Regions from separate parts of the Capra hircus genome. Here region 2 is linked to region 1. A link is a contact called in public Hi-C data. All regions are on one chromosome and are shown on one strand. Each heading gives the region's core, a stretch centred on a gene start, on an enhancer-like site or on the middle of the called end of the contact. The rest is flanking DNA. Distances are from core to core; before and after follow the strand shown.

The links. A called contact is a pair of places that touch in the nucleus more often than the background predicts.
Region 2: a Hi-C map of blood shows a contact between it and region 1, with 3 times the contacts expected there. The contact joins the promoter of LOC102191423 here to the enhancer-like site in region 1. A contact is called at or near these places in 3 of 5 Hi-C or Micro-C datasets (all in blood).

Annotation. Positions count from the first base shown.
Region 1 is chr7:47,688,905-47,693,534 of ARS1.2, reverse strand. It overlaps FAT2 (protocadherin Fat 2), which reads right to left. Exons shown (of 24, transcript XM_005683192.3): 22 at 2,536-2,689; 23 at 1,037-1,494. Among named protein-coding and RNA genes, the nearest start is that of TRNAC-GCA, 72 kb to the left of the region's middle. Within about 2 kb of position 2,499, at least 1 of the 5 cell types and tissues checked has an H3K27ac peak or open chromatin away from gene starts, as enhancers often do.
Region 2 is chr7:47,766,895-47,771,524 of ARS1.2, reverse strand. LOC102191423 (proton-coupled amino acid transporter 1) reads left to right here and starts at 2,237. Exons shown (of 11, transcript XM_013965702.2): 1 at 2,237-2,264.

The DNA of each region.
Region 1 (4,630 bases), core at 1,250-3,749:
AATCTGAATGGCTCCATGCAGCCAACTCCCATTCCTGGAGACAGCAGCTCCATCAAAATCCTACTGGTGAGTTTTGTCTCCTTAATTGAAGGAAACAAACATGTCTTTTGGACTAGGAGATGTGATGGTGTCTATCACAGGGAGTGATTACATGAGACGTGGCTTGGAAGCTTGGTGATCAGGCATCCTTGGTCCTACCTCTATCCCTGGTCCTACCTCTATCCCTGAAGAGTTGGGAGAGTTACAACAAGTCACTGTGTCTATATGGGTCCCAGTTACCCTAATGGCAGACAGTTAATGCCAATAACTGTTGAACTATTAGTAAGTAAGTCTGGAAACATAAAGTACTTTACAAATTCACCTCCTGTTGAGCTGAAGATGAGAGGAGGGTGAAGATCCCTCCTCAGGGTGAGCCAGGTCTGGCCCAAGGCTGCTGTACCTCTAGACTGGGTGGCTAGCCAACTAGACAACTGCCTCTCACTCTCCCTTTTCAGAAAAGTGTAAATATACATGTAAGTGAGTTAAAGTCACTCAATTGTGTCCAACTCTTTGCAACCCCATGAACTATACAGTCCATGGAATTCTCCAGGCTAGAATACTGGAGTGGGTAGCTTTTCCCTTCTCTAGGTAGTCTTCCCAACCCAGGGATCAAACCCAGGTCTCCTGCATTGAAGGTGGATTCTTTACCAGCTGAGCCATCAGGGAAACCCAAGTAAATATATATAGAAGCTCCCTTTTAACCCCATGGGTCCTCCCCACCCCCATCCAGGGTCTGTGGGTTTCTGCCATGGACGTCAGTCCTGGGGAGTGACTTGGAATTTAGACGAGTGCATCACAGTTCAGTGGAACGAGGCATAGACTCTTGAGTCCAGAGGCCTGGAGTCTGGTCCAGCCCACTAGTGCACCCTGACCTTGACCACATCCCTTCGTGGACTGGATGGTGGCTGAAAACTGTCATGTCTCAGATAATGGAGTGTTTCCATCTACTGCCCTGTCCCATCGATCCCAGAGGCTAACAGCCTATGGCTATACTGACCCATCTCCTCGCCTGACCATCTCCTCTTAATGATGGCCTCGTTGTCAGGGTGGGAAGAGACCGCAGCTGGCGGGAGTCTGGGAGGAACGCTGCAGACCATGGGCCGTTGCTTAGAGCTGGGTCCGAAAGTGACAAGTTCATTTGGAGCCGAGGTCTTGCCTGGCTCCATTTGGTTCAGGTTGTTGCAGGAGCTGGTGCTCAGGGGGTTGAGCTCAATGGCAGGTGTGGCTTGGGTGTCAACACCCACACTCCTGGCCAGGAGATCTGGGTCCTCCATGGCCACGGGCTTGTGTGACTTGCAACGGCGGCAGTAGAAGAGAAGCACCGTGGAGATGACGACGATGACCAGCAGGGCCACTATGATGATCAGAATCTCCTGCTGTCCCCAGTCCCCCCTTGTGATCTCAGGGGTGACGAGGCAGTGTCCTTCTGAGCAGCCCCTGGCCTCCATTTCACACCTGCAGGGACAGAGAAGTAGAGGATGCAGTCACTGTATAGGCCTTTCCGTGTCCCCTCTTTATTTATTATTTATTTGGCTTTCTTGAGTCTTAGTTGCTGCATGCAGGAGCTTTCTTTGCAGTTCACAGATTCTCTAGTTGTAGCAGGTGGGCTCTGAAGCACTCAGGCTTAGTAGTTGCAGCCCGTGAGTTTAGTTGCCCCATGGCATGTGGGATCTTAGCTCCCTGACCGGGTGCTGAGAGAAAGGACTTTAAGATAAACATATGGGGGAATCTTGGAGAAGCCCTTTCCTTCTCTGGGTCTGTTTCCCCACCTGTAAAATGGGTGGGTGGACCACACCACTGGATCTCTTACATATACACTGACAGCAGGGTGGAGGGTCCCTTGAGAGTGTGTTATAAATAGAATCTCAGGCCTCCTTCCTTGGAGATTCCAATTTAATTGTTCCAGGAATTTTTATTTTTCATGTCTCCCTCATGATTTTTAAAGGTTTCCAAGTTGGGAATTCATAAAACCAGTGAATTGCCAGAAGCCTCTTTGTGTCTAGGCTTATCGTGGGTGACTCTCCTTCCCTGGCAACCCCAGGGCAGCATTACACAAGGCACAGGTAGCTAGTGGTGGGGCATGAGTCCACAGTGGAGCCTGTCCCGAGGGGAATCATTGCCCCCAGGCCACTTTCTGAAAAGTCAGGGGCCAGAGCAAGAGAATAAGAACTTGAGCATTTTCAGACTTCAGCAAAGACCAGAAATGCCTGAGGAGCTGGTATGTAGATTCCTGGACCCCAGCCTGGCGAGTCCAGTCCACTGGGTTCAGCAGAGGGCTTGGGCGGTCTGTCTGAATAGCAAGTGCCTCCCCTCATGGGGTGTTCCTGATGCAGGTGGTGGGAGGAAGAAGGCCTGACCCCTGGAAAAGGCCACAAGGCCAGGTCGCTGGATTACTCGGCCCCTGGCTGCCCACTGGCCTCTTTAGGGCTCAGAGGGCAGAGGTGCTGCCAACCTCAGGGAGAGGAGCCCACAGCTGGGGGCCTCTCCTGTGCTCACCTGTCTCCTGTGTACGGGTAAGGGCAGACACAGGGGGCTCCCTCGGGCGAGGAGATGCAAGTTCCACCTTCCAGGCAGGGAGTTGAGGTGCAGTTCTCCTTTCTTTGTTCGCAGTGCCTCCCGGAAAATTGTGGGCGGCACACGCAGACATATCCTGGGAGGAAAGGACAAGGAGGTGAGAGGACACACTGGCCTCGTGGTCTGGTGACTGCGGGTGGACAGAGCCTCCAGGATGGAGGGGGACCTTGAGTGTTTGCAGATCCCGGGGTCCACACTTAGCTACTGAGTGCTCCCCTCTGCCACATGCTCCGTGTTGGGCAGTGGTGCTCAGCTGGGCAAGAAGACTTGATTCCTGCCCTTAAACAACTTACAGCCTACAGGGAACAGTCATCTAACAGATACTAATGGGTATCATCATTGTCATCCTAGACAATGCTATTCAGTGTAGTCACTGTTCTAAGTGTCTTCAAGTATTAGCTCATCTGACCCACCCATTGGCTCTGAGATTGGTTGCTGTTATGGTCCTCATCATTAGTTATTATTATTGTCCTTGCGCCTGGGGACAGGTGGAAGTTGATGGCTGGCCAGGAAGCGAGGCCTGGGAATGTATGACATTGGCTCAGAGTTACACCACAAGCAAATGGCAACTGTGGGGGGGATCAAACTGAGACAGTTATATATCATATCAGTATATTAGTAATTATTATAAAAACTCATTTTATTGAAAGGAAGTGTTAGGGGAGGAAACTAGCCTAAACTAGGGACCAGGGGAGGTTTCCTGGAGGAGGTGGTATTTTAGTTCAGACCTGAAGGATGAGTAAAAATTAGCCAGGCAAAAAGATAGAGTGGCAAAGAAGAAGATGCTTTAAGCAAAGGAGAACGTGTGCAAAGATGCAGAGGAGAGAGCATGACATATCACCAGGGGCCAGGGCGGGGGTGAGCCTAGGGAGCAGAGGGGAGAGTGGGAGCAGGAGGGCCGGCAGGTGAAGGGTACAGTGCATGCGAGCCATAGGCAGGAGTAAGAAATCGGGACTCCATCAATGGCACCCCAGTCCAGTACTCTTGCCTGGAAAAATCCCATGGATGGCGGAGCCTGGTAAGACTGCAGTCCATGGGGTCGCTAAGAGTCAAACACGACTGAGCGACTCCCCTTTCACTTTTCACTTTCATGCACTGGAGAAGGAAATGGCACCCCACTCCAGTGCTCGTGCCTGGAGAATCCCATGGATGGAGGAGCCTGGTGGGCTGCAGTCCATGGGGTCACTAAGAGTCGGACACGACTGAGTGACTTCCCTTTCACTTTTCACTTTCATGCATTGGAGAAGGAGATGGCAACCCACTCCAGTGTTCTTGCCTGGAGAATCCCAGGGACGGGGGAGCCTGCCATCTATGGGGTCGCACAGAGTCAGACACGACTGAAGTGACTTAGCAGCAGCAGCAGCAGCTGAACAGCAAGGGGAAGCTGCCACTAGGGTCTGAGCAGGACAGTGATGTGCTCAGATCTGCACTGTGTAAGGATGGCTCTGGTGTCCTGCTGGAAGATGCTAGTGGAGGGACAGAAGCAGGAGAGCAAGGAGGTGGCTGGTGCAGAAGAGAAGATGAGAGGTGGTGAGGGCTGGGCTCAGACTCATGGCAGTGGGGACACAGAAGTGATGGACTCCTTGGATATCTCAGGTAGAAATGACAGTAATATCAGTCAGGCAAACATTAGAAAACGGGAGAGTGCCAGGTGTTGACCGGGATATAGGTGCTTAGGAACCCCATGCACTTGCTGTGGAAGCACAGACTGCTGCAGCCATGCTGGACAGCAATCTGACCTGACTTAGTCAAAGTATTGGTATACTCTGGGTTTGTGAATTTCATGTGTGTGTGTGTGTGTGAAAGTTCTCATGTAGGTTCATAAGATGACATGGAAGGATGTTCAGTGCAGCCCTGTTGATGGAAGTGGGATGTCCATTGCTAGGAAAGTGGAGAGGGGAAACGTAGGCACATGCACACCTTGGCAAATTGAGCTGAAATTAAACATAGTAGGAGGGAAGTTCAAGAGGGAGGAGACATATATATATGCCTATGGCTGATTCATGTTGATGTATGG
Region 2 (4,630 bases), core at 988-3,487, 78 kb before region 1:
TCTTTGGATGTGTGTAGGGAACAAGGTATAAGGAAGGTTGGGAAGTGCCTGCAAATGAGACTCTCAACCAAGGCTGAACATTCTTGCAAACGAGATGTTCTGCCCAGTGTAGGGAACTAGGTATAAGAAAGGTTGAGAAGTGCTTGCAAACCAGACTCTCAATCAGGGCTGAACATTCTTGCAAGCAAGATGTTCAGCTAAGAATCCTCTGTTTGTTCCCGCGGGAAAAGAACATTTCTTGCACACAAGGATTTCTCTGATTCCTCAAAAGGAACAGACCTAGGGACAAAACGGATTCTAAGTTGATAAAGAAGTTCCCCAAAACAAAGTCTTAGCTGCAGTAAATAAGTTAAGGTAAAGGTTATCTTGCCCTGCGCCTGCGCACTGTATAGTCACTAAATCATAGTGCTTGGCAACTTGCCCTGTAGATTGTTGTGCAAAGGATATAAAATAAAGCAGCTGTAAGAAGCAAAGAGTTAAAGTAAAAAGATTCAAACCACTCTGCAGTGTTGGTGTTTCATTCCGTCGCTAGCAGATGTGCTCCTGTAAGAGCAGCATTTGATTCCAAGGAGTGTACACGGGTCCTCATACACACGCACTAACAATGCTCCTGTCATTGCAATCCTGCCTGCAGGTCAGCTTAGGATGACAGACAATTGGCATTTTTCACATATGCCCTCTGGTTCTGTGCCCCTGCAGAATTTCCCATCCCTTGAGCATTCTCCTATACATCAGAGTGTTGTATTGATGGTAGAGTGGTCCTACTGGATTCTCTGGATGGGCTTTTGGACACTTCGCAAAATTTTTCTCTGGGTCTGCGGAATGCATAAATCTCTTAACTCTGTAACACATTTTTTCCCCTCTAAACATACTTCATTTACCACAAAGACACTAGTGATAAAATTTACCATCATTACTCCCTTTCTAATGATCAAAAGTCACAGAGCCTGGCTCAGAGGCACATTAGAGTGTGTTGATATAGCACCAGCACTTTTCCTAGTATCTGAGTTGCTGTTTGTTCCCACAGTGAGGTCCTTGCTTTAAAGGCTGCTTTTCATTTCAACTGTGTTGCTAATTTACTAAATGGAATGCACTCTCCTTTGTCATATGCATGTTACATCTTGATGTGTTTGGCTGTTTTTAATTTCTCATTTCTATAGCAATTTCTGATTTCCATTTCCAAACTAAGAATTTTTAAGTTAACTTTTCGGCACTTGTGCCACTGAATGAATTCTTAAATTATACTGTTATGGCTTATAGAATATTTTAATTACACTAACAATAGATGTTTACACTATGGCTAGTAAATAACTCAATTCGCCCACAGAAGTTCCATATGAACAAAGGCATTTAATCTCTGGCTTCTGACAAAATTGGGCAGACACTTCTGTGTCCCAGCCAAAGTGCAGCACAGTTTACAGTTAACTCTTTTGAACATCAGTTGTGCTATTACGGGATACCCTGTGAAACTTTAAATTTGAGTGGGATTCTAAGTACCCTCGGAGAAGGCAATGGCACTTCACTCCAGTACTCTTGCCTGGAAACTCCCATGGACGGAGGAGCCTGATGGGCTGCAGTCCATGGAGTCACTAAGAGTCGGACACGACTGAGCGACTTCACTTTCACTTTTCACTTTCATGCACTGGAGAAGGAAATGGCAACCCACTCCAGTGTTCTTGCCTGGGGAATCCCAGGGACGGGGGAGCCTGGTGGGCTGCCATCTGTGGGGTCACACAGAGTTGGACATGATTGACGATGATGTGACTAAGCACCCTAAACTCTGCCTATGAAGTAGAACTTTAACATTTTTATATCACACCATCTTAAATTCATGTAATCTAGGTATGTATACAGAGACTGCGCTGTGCACCCCGGGTGTTTTTCCTCCTTAACCACATATGCTCATTCTACTTGTGCTATCTGGTAACCTCTGCATGATGTGGGACCAAGGGCTTGGAAGCAAGGGCCAAGAAACACATGACGTGTGTGACTCTGGGAATACTGCCCCTTATCTCTAGGCCTCCACTGAGAATGACAGGTTGGGCTCACTGACCCAATGGGGGCTTTCCAGCTCTGATAATCTAGAGTTAAAGGAAGCTCCCTGGAAGACTCTCTCATTCTCTTTATGTCTAGTGGTGTAAGAAAGAAGAAAAAGGAAACAAAGCGGAAAGAAAAGAAACAACTACAAGAGAAAAACAGAAGGAGCAGAAACATGTTGATAAAAGAAGAGGAAAAAAGCAAAAAGATCCCTCAATTCACAAAGTGTGAGTATGGACTTCATTTATTAACAAGTAGGTTTCAACCCATGATATTTTTTAAGAACACCAGCTGTGGAGTTACGCAGAGCTTGTCTCCTGGCTTCAACACTCAGATTCTTGTGTGACTTTGGGCATAGTTTTTCTGTCTTCTTGCCTCAGTTTGACCTATTAAGTGGAATTAAAAATAGTGATCTCATAAGATTTTAGGTGGGGAGTAAATCAGTTGTAAAGCACATGGCAAGCACCCAGGGCATCTGAGATCTTACTATCAATACTATCACTTTCCTGGGGTCACTCTGAGACACTGGGGACAGGAATTCTTCTTCCTTTAAGGTGTCTGTAAGTCGCTCTGCCCTTTCCCATCCTCATGAGGCCAAACAACTCCAATTCCTGACTGAAAAACCTAAAGAGGCAAAGAAAGCATATTATCCTCATGCTAACCAAGTTTGAGGAGGACAGTGAGAAAAATAAGAATCACTTCTTGTGTCGGTGGGCTGATCTACAGTGTGCCAAATGCTCTGATGCCCATCAGACCCTTTCTGGCTGATAGATGAGGAGGCAGAGGCTCAGGGAGGTTAAGCCCCAAGAGGTAATGTCACCTGCCCAGAGCTACAGAAGGCCGAGAGGCTATATCTCAACAGTTTTGACATAATAGCCTGCTCAGTTTCTCCAAGGAGGAACATGCAAGCCTGCATGTTCTCAGCCCTTCAGTGACATTCTCCACTCTCCTGCTTCATTAACTTTGGGTGCTGCTGAGTGGTGGGTGTGGTGAGATGATTAAGTATGTGGTCGCTGGAATTCTGGCTTCAGCCCTGATTAGCCATGTGAACATGAGTGAGTGTTTTTAATCTTTCTATACTTTTGGACTTGTGGACACAGTAGGGGAAGGAAAGAGTGGAGCGAACAGAGTAAGTAGCATCGACATATATACACTACCATGGGTGAGGCAGATAGCTGATGAGAAGCTGCTATATAACATAGGGAGGCCAGCCTGGTGCTCTGTGATGACTTAGAGGGGTTGGATGCAGGGAGGGGAGGGAGGCTCAAGAGAGAGGTGATATATGTATAATCGTGGCTGATTTGTGTTGTCGTACGGCAGAAACCAATACAACATTATAAAGCAATTTTCCTCCATTTAAAAAATAAAATAAATAAAGTCTACCTTTCCTCATCAGTAAAATGGGGATGATGCCTTATGCCTAGAATGAGAAGCTGAGATACGGCTTCTTGAGCAAGTGATTTACTGAGGAGGTATTCTCAGGAGAGGAGAAGGCAATGGCAACCCACTCCAGTGTTTTTGCCTGGAGAATCCCAGGGATGGCGGAGCCTGGTGGGCTGTCGTCTATGGGGTTGCACAGAGTCGGACATGACTGAAGTGACTTAGCAGCAGCAGCAGCATTCTCAGGAGAAGGGATGAGAGGGAAGCAGAAGTGAAGAAAAAGGGAAAGGCTAAGTGAGGATGCGGTCTCAACTGGAGACTTGCTTCAGCCGGATCCCACGGGGAATGCTGGAGCACAACTTGCATCACTGAGCTGGTCCCACCTAAAGGTCAGGGGACTGACCTTTGGATCCCATTCCCCTTAAGTAATTGGCTGTGAATGGCACTTTCCCCATCTGTCATAGAGTGTAAAGGAAATGGATTGGGGACTCAAGGAGTCTTGGAAGGAGAGATGGAGAGATAAGGGGAAACTGAGCAGGACTCATAAGGCACACACAATCTCACCATTCTCCTTATTTTTTCCTGTAGGGATATAACTGGAATTTGCTTCAAAATAATTTAGGGTACAGGGGCATTGGGTGTGGTGGTGTTTGGTTGGGATACAGACAAATAATATTGGCCAAGAACTCCCTCCAGAGTTGGGTTCACTCCCAGCACCCAGTCACATCTGCTCTTTTGAGCACCATCAGTGGTTATTCTTTTGGGGGGAGGGGGCTGTTCTGGGTCTTTTTTGTTTTGCATTGGCTTCTCTAGTTGCGGTGGGGATTACTCTTCATTGCAGGGCACAGGCTCTAGGTATGTGGGCTTCGGTAGTTGCAGCTCACAGGCTTAGTTGCCCTGCAGCATGTGGGATCCTCCTGAACCAGGGATCGAACCCATGTCCCCTACATTGGCAGTGGGACTCTCAGCCACTAGAGAAGTCCCCATCAGTGGTTATTCTTTACTAGATACAATGGTCTGTTTTCAGTCCTCTTTCTACATGACCAAGCAGTAGCATTTGACATGGCAGTCCTTCCTCTCCTAGAACAACTTTCTTCAGTTGGCTTCCAGGACGACACCACTCCTGGTTTTCCTCCTAGCTCAATGACCATGGCTTCATGGTCACTTTTGCTCATTCATAATCATCTTTCTGTCCTCCCCTATACTTGATTTT